Regions from separate parts of the Mus musculus genome. Here region 2 is linked to region 1. The links are chromatin contacts, called in public promoter capture Hi-C maps. All regions are on one chromosome and are shown on one strand. The core of a region is the stretch at or near the end of the contact, and the rest is flanking DNA. Distances in the headings are between cores, read along the strand shown. Region 1 has its middle 25 kb from the start of Gm33116. Region 2 holds the start of Auh (AU RNA binding protein/enoyl-coenzyme A hydratase).

Region 1 (2,700 bases), core at 173-2,672:
CTTAGTCTTAGATTCTCTGTTGTCTGGCCCATCTCCGGTTTTGTATTAGCTTTCTCCAACAGTCTGACTTCATGGCTCTCATTTGTAAGGGTCATATCCTCAAATTAATTAATCGGTTGATTAATTTTATATGTGTGTGGTAACCTGTGAATGTCTGTCATGGGGCAGGGGGGGGGGGAGTGCCCATGAACTTTTGTGTGTGCATGTGTGTGGAGGACACAGGTTGCCCTCGAGAGCTGTTGAAAAAGGGAGTCACCAACCTTGTGTTCTGAGACAAGGTCTCTCAGTATCCCGGAACTCACCAGGCAGGCTAAGTGGCTGGTCATAGAGTTCCAGCAATCACCCTATCTCCATCTCCTTGGTTTTCCTAGAAAAACCTCAAATTTTGGTTCCCCTTGTACCATTGCCTGAGGCACCAGGGAGGTTTTGGTTATTTTGTTTTGTTTTGTTTTTTGTTTTTTTGCATGAATTATGTGTTATACCCCAAGCAAGCCTTTCATCTAGTAGCCTTGCACCTGGGGGCTGGGGCCAGGCAGACTGCATTTCCGGAGGAGCTCTGCAACACTTCCTGCCTACCCTGTTGTTGTGAACTTAGAAATGCCCCTTACAGGCTCCTGTGTTGGACACTTGGTCCCTCACGCTATTTGTGGAACCCTTAGGAAGTAGAGCCTCGCTGGAGGAGGAAGTGGGTTATAGCAAACGGGTCTTGAGTGTTTCTAGTCTGGCCACAGTTCCTATAGTCTGTTCTCCATTTCCCGACCCACCAGATAGGAGGTGGGGAGTTCCGGTTGAACACAGGGTCACCTGTGGCCAAGCCATTCCCAGCTCGATGGAGGTCTGTAACCCCTCAAACCGTGAGCTAAAATAAGGAAGTCTTCTCTGCCTCAAGTGGCTTCCTGTCTGCTATTTGCTCAAGGCAATCCCTAACCGTATCAATAGCCACCTCCTGCCTGGTGCAGATTGCGTATGAACACCGAGCTGATAGTGATGGAGACTTTAGGCAAGTGTTGGGGGAATGGGGTAGCAGCTAAGATGAGCATCAGGTCAGGCCGAGGACCTCCCGCTACTGCACCAGGCTGTTGATACTCTGGAAGGAAGGTGGGTCGCTTTGCTTTTTGTCTTTGCTGGTAATGATGGATGATATGCTGGTTTTGTTTTTTTCTTTTAAACTTCCACACCGACTTTTCATAAGGCCCAGCCAAGGGCCATTTACCTGGGCTTGTACTGCTCGCTCAGCTACAAATTAGAGCTGCCTTGGAGGTGGGAAGCAGTGTTTATGATCTCCCACGAGACTCTGATTTATTTCCAAGTGGAGAAATACTGGCATCTGAGTTAGTAGAAATGCCTACCAGACTCTGGCAAAAGAATTGCCTCTCTGCCCTGTTTTTCCATGCTGTAAATTTTAACTTCTGTGCCTTCAGCTTCAGATGGATGCTTGAAAGCTGCACTGGGAGCATGGAGAGCCGCTGCCAGAGCTTAGTAGGCAGCAGGACCAGCCTGTGCTTAGACGTCTCCCAGCATCCCCCTAGTCTCTGTCGCCATAGAACACCACAGGTTTGCTCTCTGATTGTGACAGGCCCAGGTGGCAGCTGGAGAAACAAGGAGTGAAGACCTTTGTTCCCGTTCCAGGTCTGTTGCTGAGGCAAACACTCTAAGAAATGTGACTGGGGGAGAAAGAAGTCATTTGACTTGTAACACTGGGTCACAGGCCTCGACTGTAGGGAAGGCAAATAAGGTACAGACTTATAGCTTCACATCCACGGTCAAGAGAAGAGAGAGCAAACCCACGTGTCCTTGCTTGCCTGTCTGCTCATCTGCTGTCACCTAGTGAGTGTCATTTTATATAGTCTAGGAACCCCCACGCAAGGAGTGGTACTGTTCACAAGTCTTCCCACATTAATTAAAAGTTGAAATAGTTCCCCAAAGTCAACCTCACAGGCCAACCTGATCTACAAGTTTCTTTAGTAAAGACTCGGTCACAAGTGATTCTGGGTTGTATCAAGTTGGCAGTTAAAACAAACTACATGGCCCTGTTAGAGGCTGATCTGAGACTTAACATTGAGATGGAAGGGATGGGACAAGCGATGACTCCAAAAGCTTTTACTCTCTGCTTTTCTCTGTGATGCATTCTCCTAACAGTTCACACTCCCAGAAGTTGGGAGGTTGCTACATCTGATTGGTAAGTAGCGAGTTATCTGTGTTTTCAAGTAGTTTTCTTAGCTTCTACATGAGCCAGCACCTTTAGAGGCAAAGTTCTAGTGGACACACATCCATCGAGTCTTTCCTTTTTTCCAGATGGAACTACTACACAAAGTGAGCATGCCCAGAAGGGTTCATGCCCCTCATGTGAGCCTTACAAATATGTGCTCCACGACCTTGAGCTAAGCATGTCACCAAATGTGTCTGTCATCCTTCCTTCTTAAAAGATGGCGCCATGCTGAGCAAGTCTTCAACCGAGCATGCACAGGCACGTATCCTTCCCCGGAACACTTCCTACGTGAACGGTCTTCCTGAACAGAGCCTCCAGCCTGTCTTCGTTCAAGAGCAAACACTATCAGAGCTCACTTCTGTGCTTGCTTGCCTGCCGTGGCTAATACAACTTTCTCTGCTTGCATTTCTTTCCTGTGTCTATCCTTGTTTTGCACATACCAAGGTGCAAATTCATTGCACTTGGTGTGTGTGTGTGTGTGTGTTTCTCCC
Region 2 (2,700 bases), core at 84-2,583, 670 kb after region 1:
CCATACTTGTCTTCTGTCATTTCCCAAATAAATATCTCCATCATTTTGACCATTCCGCTGTCTCAGAAGGCTTGAACGTGCAAGAAACAAAATGACTCCGCATACTTCTGAGCGCCCTGCAGAGGCTGCTCAACCCTCAATACACAGTATCCTTCCCATCTCCACAACCACCTCATGGAGTGCCTATCATTCTGCTTGATATATTCGATGGGTGGAGCACAGGGAACTTTGCGTCAGAACTGTCAGTCTCGTGTTGCCTACAGAATGCCTTGGAGTAGACACTGTGGTTCAGCCCTGTGATCCCAGCACTCTTAAATCTGGGGATCTTAACTTCCAGGGCAGCCTAGGTTATAACAGTGAGAGATAAACCCTGCAGGCATTTCGGGGTTCTCAACAAGCCTTGAAGCAAGCGTCATCTGACCTTCAATACACAGGAGAGCTTCTAAAAAGACAGCCATACTGACTTATTTTCCACTTCTTAACAGATTCCAGCATCCAATAAATGGATGTCAAAATGCATTCAGTGGTCCTCTCTTCCTTCTTGGGCAATACGTTCTTCCACCTTCTCAATCACTATAGTTAAGCCGACACTGCAACTAAAGGAAACTCAATATTCCTCTGCATCTTACCTTTTCATAGCTTTCCACCCTTTGCCATGCACTAATATATCTGTCTCCTCCCACTGTAATCAGCCCAAGGGCAAGATGAATAGCCTCATTATTTACCCCCCACGGAGCTCAGCAAGGCAAAAAATTTAAAAAGCGTTCAAAATTCTTTAAGTGAAGTGCAACAGCCCCCCAAAACTAACTCTCCGAGATAATATGTGCAAAAGAATGCTTCTAATTTAAGCTTCTCTCGAGTAATAAAAAGGCATCCCCGCTGCAGCTCCTACAACTCTCGCACTGACGCCTGGGGTAGCAGGGAGCTATTACACAGCAAGAAGCAACCCTGGCCCTGTACTACACGCTCCGCATTGACCTTGGCTGGAGAGACCCCAGGCGCGAGCATCATCACTGAGCAGGCTGAACCCGGAAGGCCACCGTACCCTCGGGGACGCAGTGACAGCCGGGGCAGACCTCCGCGGCCTCGCCCGCGCTTGCCTGCAGCTCACCTCGGTTCTCCTCCTCCAGGTGCCGCACGCGCAACTCATCCTCCGTCTTCACCTCCGAGCTGTAGCCCCTCCTCGGGGCGGTACCCCTAGCCCAGGCCGCGGGGCCGAGCCGCGCGCAGCACGCGGCCACCAGGCGGACGCCAACCGTTCTCAAGGCGCCCAGAGCGCCTGGAGCCGCCGCCGCCATGTTGTATGTTTACAGCGGGCGCCCGCGGCCAGGCTCCGCCCCCCGCTTGGAGCCGCGCACGCACACGACAGGCGTCGGTCGCTTTGGCCCCGCCCCTCGTTGTCTGGCCCCTCCCAGGCACTCTTTACCTCGGCCGCCCGGGTAGCATTAATGTTTTGCCAGCTCAGAGAAGGAGAGGCATCTTTAAAGTGTGGAAACGCTTAAATGAAGAGGACAAGAGGGTCTTGCCTCCATGCACTTGGTCCATAGTAGGCTTGTGACTGACCATCCCGGAAGGAAGGAAGATACTCGAAAGACAGACCCTTGTTCCCCTCCTCTGTGTATCATCAGATTGTTAAAATCCACAAGGTCTTTAACAGTGGGGACTCCCACCTGGCGGTGGTGGCACACACCTTTAGTCCCAGCACTTGGGAGGCAGAGGCCAGCCTGGTCTGACAGAGACAGAGAAACCCTGTCTCAAAAAGAAAAAAAAAAAAAAAAAAACAGTGGGGACTCCCTCCTCTCTTCCCTGAATCCCAGGTGAAGATGGGGAAGTTTAGGACCAGTCAGAGGAGGAACTTATCTTTAGACAGAAGCCTCACACAAGTTGAAGTAGAGAACCAAAATCATGCATAGCCAGGCCCAAGTTAATGTGTGGTCCCTTTCATCTTTGACCCAGCACTATCTGTGAGAAATTTAAGCTTTTCCTTCTCCACTGGGGGGGGGGGCGGGGGGGGGGTTGGGAGTGGAGGTTTTCCAGTTCCCTGAGGAGCGAGCCTTCCTAGTCTGAATCTAAAGGAAGAGATAGAATGTCTCCTTAGAGTATTCCCTGTCCTTCCAGACAAGCAAATTACACTCTGGCCATATAAATTCCGGTATAAGGACTAGAGAGATGGCTCAGTGGTAAAGAGCACTTGCTGCTCTTCCGGAGGACCCCCAAGTTCAATTCCCCACACCTGCATGGCAGCACAAAGTTGTCTGTAAATCAAGTTCCAGAGGATCTGGCACCCTCACGCAAACAAGCAGGCAGACCACTAAAGCCCAGAAAAAGAAATCACTATTTTAAAAAGAAAGAAAAAGAGATTCTGTATAATTACCTTCAACGTCCGAAGCACATGTCCCTTCGGTGTTCTGCCTGCTGGCTTTGGTCCAAACGGAAGAGAGCCAGTGGAATCCTGAGTGTCTGCTCGCTGGGGAGGTTGTTGCTCTTGAAAGTTACATTGTGTCTTTTTTTCTAATCGCAATGTTCCTTTCGCTAAGCGTTGAGATTGTTACTGTTACTGTTTCTCCAACTTAGTTTTGAAATTTCTAGGCAGAAAGGAGGTGTCGGGGTAAAAGGGAGGCCAACTAGTGGGAGAGATAGGGGTGGGGGGAGAAGGGAGGAGAAAGGAGCAAGAGGAAGAGGGAGTAGGGAGAGAGAGCA

What was found. Promoter capture Hi-C pulls out the DNA fragments that hold promoters and counts their contacts.
Region 2: a contact with region 1 is called in a promoter capture Hi-C map of hippocampal neurons, with 2.6 times the contacts expected there. The contact joins the promoter of Auh here to the enhancer-like site in region 1. A contact is called at or near these places in 4 of 39 promoter capture datasets (the C10 cell line, hippocampal neurons, neutrophils and 1 more), 1 of 484 Hi-C or Micro-C datasets (pre-B cells) and 1 of 115 datasets of contacts at active chromatin or transcription factors (astrocytes).

Annotation. Positions count from the first base shown.
Region 1 is chr13:52,257,894-52,260,593 of GRCm38.p6, forward strand. No RefSeq gene overlaps it. Among named protein-coding and RNA genes, the nearest start is that of Gm33116, 25 kb to the left of the region's middle. Within about 2 kb of position 1,423, at least 13 of the 459 cell types and tissues checked have an H3K27ac peak or open chromatin away from gene starts, as enhancers often do. A contact at or near this core is called in hippocampal neurons, where this site is marked.
Region 2 is chr13:52,928,344-52,931,043 of GRCm38.p6, forward strand. Auh (AU RNA binding protein/enoyl-coenzyme A hydratase) reads right to left here and starts at 1,334. Exons shown (of 10, transcript NM_016709.2): 1 at 1,112-1,334. The coding sequence starts at 1,298.